Regions from separate parts of the Danio rerio genome. Here region 2 is linked to region 1. The links are chromatin contacts, called in public HiCAR-type maps. All regions are on one chromosome and are shown on one strand. Each heading gives the region's core, a stretch centred on a gene start, on an enhancer-like site or on the middle of the called end of the contact. The rest is flanking DNA. Distances are from core to core; before and after follow the strand shown. Region 1 holds the start of adrb2a (adrenoceptor beta 2, surface a). Region 2 holds the start of il12ba (interleukin 12Ba).

Region 1 (5,232 bases), core at 966-3,465:
ACATAACTGTGATGAAAATGGCCCACCGGAGAAGTTCTGTTATCATGGTAGCAGATGCTTTAAGCTAGTGATGAAGATTTTAGTTTATGCTTTAAAAATGTGGTATTGAGAATTAGTTAAACGGTTGCTGTTTGGCGACTGTCTAAGAATGTTCAAGTTACTCAATCACACATCTAAAAGACTGAACTACTATATTTTATTAAGCAGTTTCCTTAAACAAGCTGGTTTGACCAGGCTTCTTCTTTGTACTTTTAATTATTATGTAAGGTATTGTTTCTGTGCTGGGTTATAAGTTAGGTAATTTTTAACCTAGGTATTTTTAGATTTACTTTAGACTAGTTGAAGCAGTGCCGTGCCTGGTGTTAAAATATAAAAATGTTTCATTTTTTCCTGAATAAGTAAAAATGGCCTGTTTTGCAGAAGTGAAACCTGATAATGCTGATGTGAAGCGTTGCTTCTGTTTTGTGCATCTGCGACCTGAATGATAAAGTTTAAAATGCAATTTTACCCAATTTTTAAGATGAATCATTTTGGCAAATGCAAAATCTGCTGTAATTTGATAACCTAATGAAAGCTAATCATTCTTTAAAGCTTCAGTTTTGTTCCTCAATTTATTCAAGGTGACAAAAACAAGAATCAGAAGGGAAGTCCTTTTAGTGAACAACCACTTCAATGTGTTTATCACAGAAGTGCACTTGCCACGAACATTTCTGCTCATTTAAAACTGAATTGATAATCATTTTTAAGGTTTAGTTTTGTTTTCATGTACTACTTGAGTGTGCTAGCCTTTTTGAACGCGTTCATATAGAAATAAACTAAGCAAGAGATTTTAGAAGAGAAAACGATGAGGTAGATGAGTAAAACAAACGTTTAAAAAATGTCCCTTTTTCCATCACACACCCACTATTGGCCACTTACCAGATGAGGCGTAACCTGTCCTTAAGTGACACATTGAGAAATCAGGACCAGTGGAACGAGTCAGGACTCACCAAGGTGATTTACAACACTCTCATTTGGGCTTTGCTGCAGTTCCCATTAGAGTCTGTTTTATCTGCTGACAGGCATTCCTCTTTCGCCAAGTTCCCCTCAGCATGGTCACTGTCCCCCGAGCTGCCTTTGCTCTGCTCCCGGTTTTCACTCTGCCAGCTGTGTGCATTATATATATATCCATTGTTTGGCCTGACGTTAGGATAGCGTGACCTGTTGAGACATAGGATCTCCTTGAACGCGTACCTGAAATCTGGACTCCTACAGTAGATCAGTGGATTGAAGGCAGAGTTTGCGTACCCTATCCAGTTTAAGATTCTGAAAGTCCAGATGTCCACCGAGCCCTTGGGAATAACATTGAGTACAAAAAATGGTAGCCAGCACAGTGTGAATACACCCATGATGATGCCCAGAGTCTTCAAAGCTTTATGTTCCTTCAGGTAAAACTTGGCCTTCTTGGTGCTCCTCATCTCGCTGTGGTTGTTCGCCACATCTTGATTTCTGCTGTTGGATTTCTGAGCATGAAACCGGCCTTCAGTTTTGTTGATCTTCTTCAGCTGCTTCCTTGCCTCCTGGAACACACGGCTGTAAACAAAAACCATGATGACCAGGGGGATGTAAAAGGAGATTATGGATGACACAATGGCATAGGAATAAGTTATGTCAAATTCACAACAGTATGTATTGTTATAGCAACAGAGTGTCTCGTTATCAGTGGAAATCCACCACTCCATATGGATAGGTAGGTAGGAAACGAGCCCGGCGATGACCCATACCATCAGCACAATGAAGCGAGCTCTGTTCTTGGTCAGTAAGGACTGGTAGCGGAATGGGGATGTGATGGCGATGTAACGATCCATAGCGATGACACAGAGTGTCTCGATACTGGCCGTGACGCACAGAACATCAGTGGCGGTCCAAAAATCACACAAGAAGTGGCCAAAGTGCCAAGTGTTCAGGATGATGTAAAGGGCACCGAAGGGAATCACTACCAATCCCATGACCAGATCAGCGCACGCAAGTGATGTAATGAAGCAGTTAGTGACGTTCTGAAGACGCTGGAAGCGGCTAATGGCTGTAATCACCATCACATTGCCAAAGACGATGATCAAGACAAGAATGGACATGAGTGTGCCCAGCACTGTCATCTGTAGTTCGCTTTTGGTGGAGGCATTAGTATTGTTTGGACAGATAAGATCTTCGGGTATTGAGGACCTTATGTTTCCCATGACCTGACAGAGATCAAGAAAGAAAAGCAGAAGAAAACACGTTAACACAGTTAACATAGGTTTGTGCAAACAGTAAGTAGTAAAAACAGTGTAAATCCATGCAAAGACAAACCTCCAGAAAAGACGTCCACCTCAGCTGCTCCTTCCATGCAAAGTTAAAATACTCCTTTGTGTGTTAAGAATGAGTATATCCTCTTTTCATGGTGACTTTTTCTAGCATGCACTCTCTCTCTCTCTCTCTCTCTCTCTCACTCACTTTTGCTCTCTCTCTTCCTCCTTCACAGCTCTTTTCTCTTTTCTCAACCTCTCTCATACGCAGCCAGTCTGCTGAGCGGTGTTACGTTAAATGTGGCTCTCAGGCTATTTGTCAAGCCCTTATAGCATTCTGTGATGACATCACAGCTGACTTTCAGCCAATGAGCATAGAGTGAGGTGAAGGCTGCACTGCTGCTATAGAGAATTAAGGAACAACAGTGAGACACTTTGAGCACTATTTCAAACAGTTCATGCAGACCAGGCTTAACATTGTTTTATGATCGTAAAGGAGCTGTTTCATGAAAGCTTTGACATTTACATGAGAAAATACAAATATACTGGAGATTAAAAGTAGGCACACAAAGTTCAATATTAATGTATAATCTACCAGCACATGCAAATTTCAATTTTATATTTCAATATGATAATTAAGTCTTTTTTTTGACATTTACATTGCATTGCATTATACATTTAACACTTTTATCCTAAAAGACAATAGAGAGACATAAGCAATTCTTTTTAGCGCCTATAGTTTGATCAAATGTGGTACAAATGCCTTGGATAAAACAAGGCTAAATTTGGCCTGTCAGTGAAAATCTAACGTCTAATAATAGGCTAAAACTAGACTAGTCATCAAATAAACAGAAATAAATGACTACCCAAAAAAGCTGTTAAATCTGTCACTAGTCACACGATTAGTCTAGTTTTGAGCTATTTTTAGATGACTATTAGATTGTCACTGACAGCTCAAGTTTAGCCTTGTTTTAGCCAAGCTGTCTATGTTTAGATGTCTATTAGACATCTATGAAACACAAAATTGTTTGCTAGGTCAGTTCTCCTGCAGGATTTGATCATTTTGAATGAATGAAAGCTACCAGATGGACATACTCTTGGAGAAATGAGTCGTGATGTGTGGTTTTCGTCACCATTGTCTCCATTATGTGTGGTTTTGTTCTGCTCTCTGATGTCCGTCCGTTTCTAATGTGGATATGGGCTGGAGATTGGGTAAGATGTGGCTGTTGTTGTTTCTGCTGGAATATTAGAGAAAGAAACTATGACAGGATTTGGAGTGGGTATGATGGCTCCTTTTCAACACTATTTCTCGTGAGAGGCATGACACTGGAGTGCGAATGTGACAAAAGAATGGGATTTTAACAGCGGTGTCCAATCCTGCTCCTGGAAGGCAGAGTTTAGTTCTAGCTGTTATTAAATACACCTGAACCAGCTAAAAAAGGTCTTTAGGATCACTGGAAAATAGCACGACCCTCCAGGAGCAGGGTTAGCCGCCTCTGGTTTAGAGATTTCATGGGAACTGTAGATTTAATTGGTTTTACCACCTGTGGGTTCAGACTGAATGAAGAGGCTGCCAGGAAATATGGGTGTGGTACTTGTTTGTACAGTTGTTAAAAGAATTTATGCAATCTTTATGATTTGTTGTTGAGTCAGAAATATTCCTTTTATTATCTGCATGTTTTATTGGTGTTATTTTCAGTACACTATCTATCTATCTATCTATCTATCTATCTATCTATCTATCTATCTATCTATCTATCTATCTATCTATCTATCTATCTATCTATCTACACTAAAAAATATTGGGTTTCACATAAATTCGATTAAGTTATCTATCTATCGATCCATCTATCCATCTACACTTTAAAAAATGCTGGGTTAAACATAAATAGTTTGTTGTCTCAACTCAAATCGATTAAGTTATGTTTTTAGTTCATTTTAGTAGCAGTTTTTAAATAATTTCTTTTCTATATTGATTTATTTTGTATTTTAATTTCAGTTTTAGAAATCCTTACAACTTAAATGTATTTGTCGTGGTTATTGTAGTTATAAATGCAACATTTCTAATTTTCACTTACTTAAATTTGGTTACTTAACATTTATATTTTATTATTATGGTTGTTTTAGTTGAGAAAAAAATGAGAATATTTGTGTGTCGTTTGAGACTTCTGTTTTTGCAGTGTTTGGTATTTATGGTTCCTAAAAAAAGACTCTTCATTTTCAATGCAAAAAAATCTAGCAATCTGATATTTCAACCTGTCGCTTGTTCAACATTTAAAGGTTGAAAACATTTTAAAACATTTTAAAGTGCTACCATAATTCTTCAGTATCAGCCTGGACAGATAATCCAAAAGGTTTGTGGACAGGGGTGATCTAAGCGGAGAGCAACTGTAGAGAAGCTGTTGTCAGTTCAGCAAAGCTTTTAAGCACAAATTGCTCCAGGTCACATAAAAAACATGCACTAAAAAGAGCTTTAGGTACAAAGAAGTGTTTACAAGATTAGATATATAAAAATAAAATAAAACAGGAACAGCCAGTAATGAAATGTCCATATCTTTCAGGTGCGACAGACCAGAAATGGTAACCAAACTGTTTTGCTTATCAAATTTATGCAAATAAAGATGGACATACAGTAGCTTTCAAAGTTTTGGAGCTTTTTAAAAATGAGTTTCTTATACTCATCAAGGCTACATATACATAAAATACTGAATATTTAATATCATCATTGTGAATTATGATGACAATATTAAATAAATGCTTTCTGTTTTTAATTAAACATATTCCTGTGATGGCAAAACTGATTTTTCAGAAGTCAAAACAAGAAGTCAAAAAGACATTTGATAGGAGATATAGCAGAAACAGAGCACACGGAAATACAATATCAAAATCCAGCGACCAAGACTAAACAATGAGGCTTAAATACACAGACTAACAAGCAGACGAGATAATTAATAACTAGAGCAACAAA
Region 2 (5,086 bases), core at 110-2,609, 120 kb after region 1:
CGTTTGTTTTTTTGCATCTGGCCCTCGGCCCAAAAAGTTTGGACACCCCTGCCTTAAAGAATACAGAAGGGAAAAAAATGTAACTCAAAAGCACAGATCCTATTTTTATTTTTTCAATCGTTCTCCTAATTTTTTTCATTTAATATATCTGTACAAATCAATAAAGGCTATAAAGACAAAGGAAATTTGACAGTAAATAGGGGTTTTTCCCTGCAGCATCAAACAGGGGAAGTGTTTTCATTTTGGCTCTAATATTGTTGGTGACCATGGTCGTGGTAAGTGGCTGTTTTAGGGACTGTTTTTGATGTGCTCATGTTTTGTAAGAGAATGACTTCATTCACTACTAAGCAGAGCGCAGACCATCAGATAAAACTTCTCAAAAATCAATACCACCATGCCAATGGTATGCCCAATTTTGTTGTTAAATGTTCCTTCCCCACTGCTGTCACATGCTTGATTGCATTTCAAAACTGCACGACTCAATGTCGGAGAAAAGGGAAAAGAGAAGCGTTCAAACATTGAAATTCCACCATAGCAATTATGTCTACTTATTACAGATTCATAAAAATTACATCAAAATATTGCAGATTTTATCCTCATGTTATATGTTAAATGGGAAATGCCAATTTTAAAAAGCACTTATTATCATTAAAGTTGTTTTATTTAACAAGAATATCCAGACAGGAAAAATAAAACATTTTTATAAACGTAAAAAATAAAAAAATAAATAAAAATATCTATAAATAATATTAAAAATGCTTTACTTTCAGCAAACAGTGAGGTAAAAGATGTTTCTTTTTCTTTTTTCTGTGTTTCATCTTGAATAGTGTGATTCATGGTAATGTTTAATGTTCTGACAGTGTCATTAATCTACAAATCCCTTAATGACTTTATCTGAGTAAAAAGAGGAATTGTTCATTTTTGGAAAAACCAGCTGACAGCAGGGTTTAGCCGGGACAAACAAACAGGTAACGCAACCAGGTAAATCATCATCCAGCTTTCAGATGAGAACTTGTAGCAAAAATCCCCCCCCCCAAAATATTGACTTAACACCTTTAAATCTCCATTACTTGCTGCAAACCAATTAGCCGAGTCTTGTGTTTTATATATAAGCTGAAACAGATGTGGAATACTGTTTTGAATGGGCTGTGGTGTTTAACAGATAATCAGTCTATTATTAGAGATAGTAAAGGAAGGCACAGTGGAAGTAGAAGCAACTTGATTAATAAGGAAAGCTCAGGTCCTGCAGTTGCTCATGCAGGGTTTGCTTCCTCTAACCTGTGCTGGACTTTTCCTGGTTGGGGAAATTCTGCAGTCCTGACACTTAGCTTAAAAGCTTGCATGTTAAACACAACAACTAATCAAAACCAGTCTGCTTGTGGAGGATCATCTTGCTGGATAGTTTTTGACTTTTGATCAAAGGTAAGTCTCATTTCCGAATATTAATAAAAGTTTATCGAAAACATTTGTCGTAAATACTATGCATTTTATAAAAGTATTTAGTTCAATTATTGTTGAATGCCTTGAGAAATATAGATACAGTTGAAGTCAGAATTATTAGCCCTCCTGTTTATTTTTCCCCAATTTCTATTTAGTGGAGAGAAGAATTTTTTTACACATTTAATAACAACATAATAGTTTTAATAACTCATTTCTAATAACTGATTTATTTTATCTTTGCCATGATGACAGTAGATAATATTTTACAAGATATTTTCCAGACACTTCTATACAGCTTAAAGTGACATTTGAGGGCTTAACTGGGTTAATTAGGTTTACTAGGCAGGTTTGGGTAATTAGGCAAATTATTGTATAACGATGGTTTGTTCTGAAGACAGTCGAAAAGATATATAGCTTAAAGTGGCTAATAATTTTGACCTCAAAACGGGTTTTAAACAATTAAAAACTGCTTTTATTCTAGCTGAAATAAAACCAATAATACTTTCTCCAGAAGACAAAATATTATCAGACATTGTGTGAAAATCTCCTTGCTCTGTTAAACATTATTTGGGGAAATGTTTTAAAGAGAAAAAACAAAATTAAAATTTTGACTTCAAATATATTTATTTATTTATATATTATGGGTTTACTTTGAGCACTTTCCCTGATTTTCCAATTAATCACAAAGAAGCAATACGAGGTATGATTATTAAACTGTAAAACATGTCATTTTTAAATATATATTATTTAACATTCAAACAACCCTCATTTTCAGTTACAACAAATGAAAACATTTTTTATTTTAACAACAAAACAACTATCACCATATGCAGGGTTCAACACAATTTATTTAGGTTGTCCAAACACAAATCTACAATTTTTTGGATTGAACATAAAGAATAAAGTTGCCCCCCCCCCTCAAAAAAATGTGAACATTTATGTTCATTTTATGTTCAAAAGTAGTTTGAACACTGCAAAAAATGCTTTTCTTTCTTAGATTTTTTTGTCTTGTTTCTAGTCCATATATCTAAACTTCTTAAATCAAGAAGCATTTTCTAGGCAAGCAAAGCATAGTTTTTTTTGTTTTGTTTTTTTACTGAAACTCATAGAAACTGAATCCTTAAAATTCAGAGAAAATGAGAATTTTCAAGTGGTTTATTACTTTTTCCATACACTGTAAAAAGCAAGCTGCTAAAAAGTGCGTACACTTATGGCCTTCAAATTACTAAGTAAAGGAACTATGTGCGTACTTAAAAAAATGAAGTTAGATAAGTTAAGTCAACTTAACAGTTCTAAGTTACAACAGGAATACTTACATTTTTTAAGTAAACCCAACTTGTCATTTTTAAGGCAATAGGTTTACTCATTTTTTAAGTAATCGCTTTTTACTGAATTACAGACAAATTATTAGCAAATAAGTTGATTATTTGTAAGTAATTAAATATTTAAATACATTTAATTTTCACAAGTTAAAAAAGTGTTAACTTTTCTTTTTACACTCCAATTATGTGGTTATGTTGTGTTTTTTTTTTTTTTTTTTTCGGCCATTTGGCTACTTGTAATTGTTTCTCATTTTTAATTCCTTTTATTGTCCAACAGATGTTTCTTCTTAGGTTAAGAACGTTGTTTTGTCTTTATTCGTTGGCTGTAGGATCCATCCAAACATCTGAGAGCTTCTGGAAACTCAAACCAAATGGTAAAACTCACATCAAATTTTTACAAAAATACCCCATGTTATGTTTTGTTAACTGCTGAGATAACTTTTAATTGCATTGGGCTTGCTTTAACATTCTTTCACTTCACATTTGTTTTTCGTTCGTCTGTCGACAGTGCTTGTGGTGGATGTTGATGTAAAAGGTGTAAATAGGGTAGAAGTGCCAGTGATCTGTGGAGAAGCGTATGAAGGGCATAATATCACATGGACCAAAAACAAAGATAAACATCTGGAGGCTCAGGGAAACAGGATTACGGTGACGGTGGAGGGGTGGAAAGGGGCCAATTACTCCTGTTTCGACAATGAGGGCTCCTACCTGAACCACACACTGGTTCTGGCCCAGTGGAGCTTTAGGAAGATCATCAGAAACACTCCTGAGAAAGGTAAAAGCATCATTTTTGTAACACATCTGAAGATCAGAGATGAAAAGGGGTTTTCAGGGATTAAAATAATAAGTGCCTTGATAAGTTTTTTTTTTTTTGTCATTGCTATGGATAGTCCTGTTTGTTTTGTTTTTTTTTTGTATATGCTTATATACTGTTAAAATATTTTTATGTTGGGAAAACATGAAGGAATTATGTAGCTTAAAATTTAAGGCGATTAAACTGAAAACAATTAAGTTGTCATAAAACAACTGAACAAACAGTAAACGTCATTTTTGAGTGTATAGTTTTTATATTTCAATATGCTATACACTTGTTTATTATTTATAAACAGTTTATTTGGCATTACAATACTAAGTAGTCTATAGATTAAATATATTGGGGTCATTTTTTTTTGTTTGTAAAAGCCAGTAATATTGTGATTTTTGTTTATTTTTTTCAAATATGTAAACATTTATTTATTCATCATTCTTTACTGCATCATTGTCACATAATCCTTCAGAAATCATATTAATTATAAAGAACAATATTTATTTGAAATATTTTTTAACTTTAGCAAGTTGTTGTTAATTTAATTTGTCTTTGGTTTTCCTAACCCCAAATGTTTTTTTAGTGTTAGAAAATGTTTAAAGTTTGTTAATTCTTTTTATTTAATTATCAACCAAGGTTACATCCACTGTGCAACAAATAATTATGGAGGATTTTTCCAATGTTCATGGTCGTGGGGTGAGAACAGACATGGCCATATTACTCACATTGAAGCTATACGGTATGTTTCCCAGACTTTCTCTGCCATCTTGACGATAACGGTGCACTGAAAAAAGTGTTGCATGCAGAACTGTTGCAAACAATTTATTTGTGTTGAATTTAAACAAACAAATTATGTTTAATAATGTTCAACTTAGTGTGTTTGTTTAAATTCAACACAAATAAATTGTTTACAACCACTTAACGTAAAAAAATTGAGTAAATCCAAGGAATCATCTTTGAATAATTTTTTTCAGTGTGTGTAGAAGTAAATCCATAAATACATAAAGAAAGAAAGAAAGAAATAAAGAAAGAAAACTTGATTGTTTCTTTTCCAGGCCTGATGGTGGAAGCAACATCAGCTGCAGTCTGGATCCCGGAGGAAAGAGTATCACCTGCTTAGACCAAGACTACTGTCCATATGCAGAGGAGCTGGAGCGCATCAACCTCACTGTTTACTTCAGAAGCAGTTTTGTTGTAGAATCATACAATGCAAAGTTCTACATCATGAATATTGGTGAGCTCTTCAAATCTTTAAAATGCCAAAGTAGTACAGTATAACTCTCATATTAGTGTTGCGTATCAGTGTTGCGTATTCTTAAGGCAAATTTTTTATGGTCTCACCTTTGTGACAACCTCACTTTTATTTGGTGCCAGTTTTGTGTTGGTCTGGACTCTATTTGGTCTTGGCAGTGTCTTGGTATAGCAGGTCTTGAACACTAACACCATTAAAGTTTTCGTGAAATAAAAAAAAAGTAATGTTAGATGTTAACATTGTTAGATGAAGATTTTAGTATCAGTG

The links. HiCAR-type assays count read pairs that join an accessible place to other places.
Region 2: a HiCAR-type map of caudal fin shows a contact between it and region 1, with 4 times the contacts expected there. The contact joins the promoter of il12ba here to the promoter of adrb2a in region 1. A contact is called at or near these places in 2 of 18 Hi-C or Micro-C datasets (caudal fin and embryo) and 1 of 4 datasets of contacts at active chromatin or transcription factors (caudal fin).

The regions. Positions count from the first base shown.
Region 1 is chr14:39,427,646-39,432,877 of GRCz12tu, forward strand. It overlaps adrb2a (adrenoceptor beta 2, surface a), which reads right to left and starts at 2,216. Exons shown (of 1, transcript NM_001102652.1): 1 at 999-2,216. The coding sequence starts at 2,216. The coding sequence ends at 999. It also overlaps a transcript of il12ba not described here.
Region 2 is chr14:39,550,041-39,555,126 of GRCz12tu, forward strand. il12ba (interleukin 12Ba) reads left to right here and starts at 1,360. Exons shown (of 8, transcript NM_001007108.1): 1 at 1,360-1,422; 2 at 3,040-3,136; 3 at 3,271-3,537; 4 at 4,204-4,306; 5 at 4,623-4,801. The coding sequence starts at 3,040.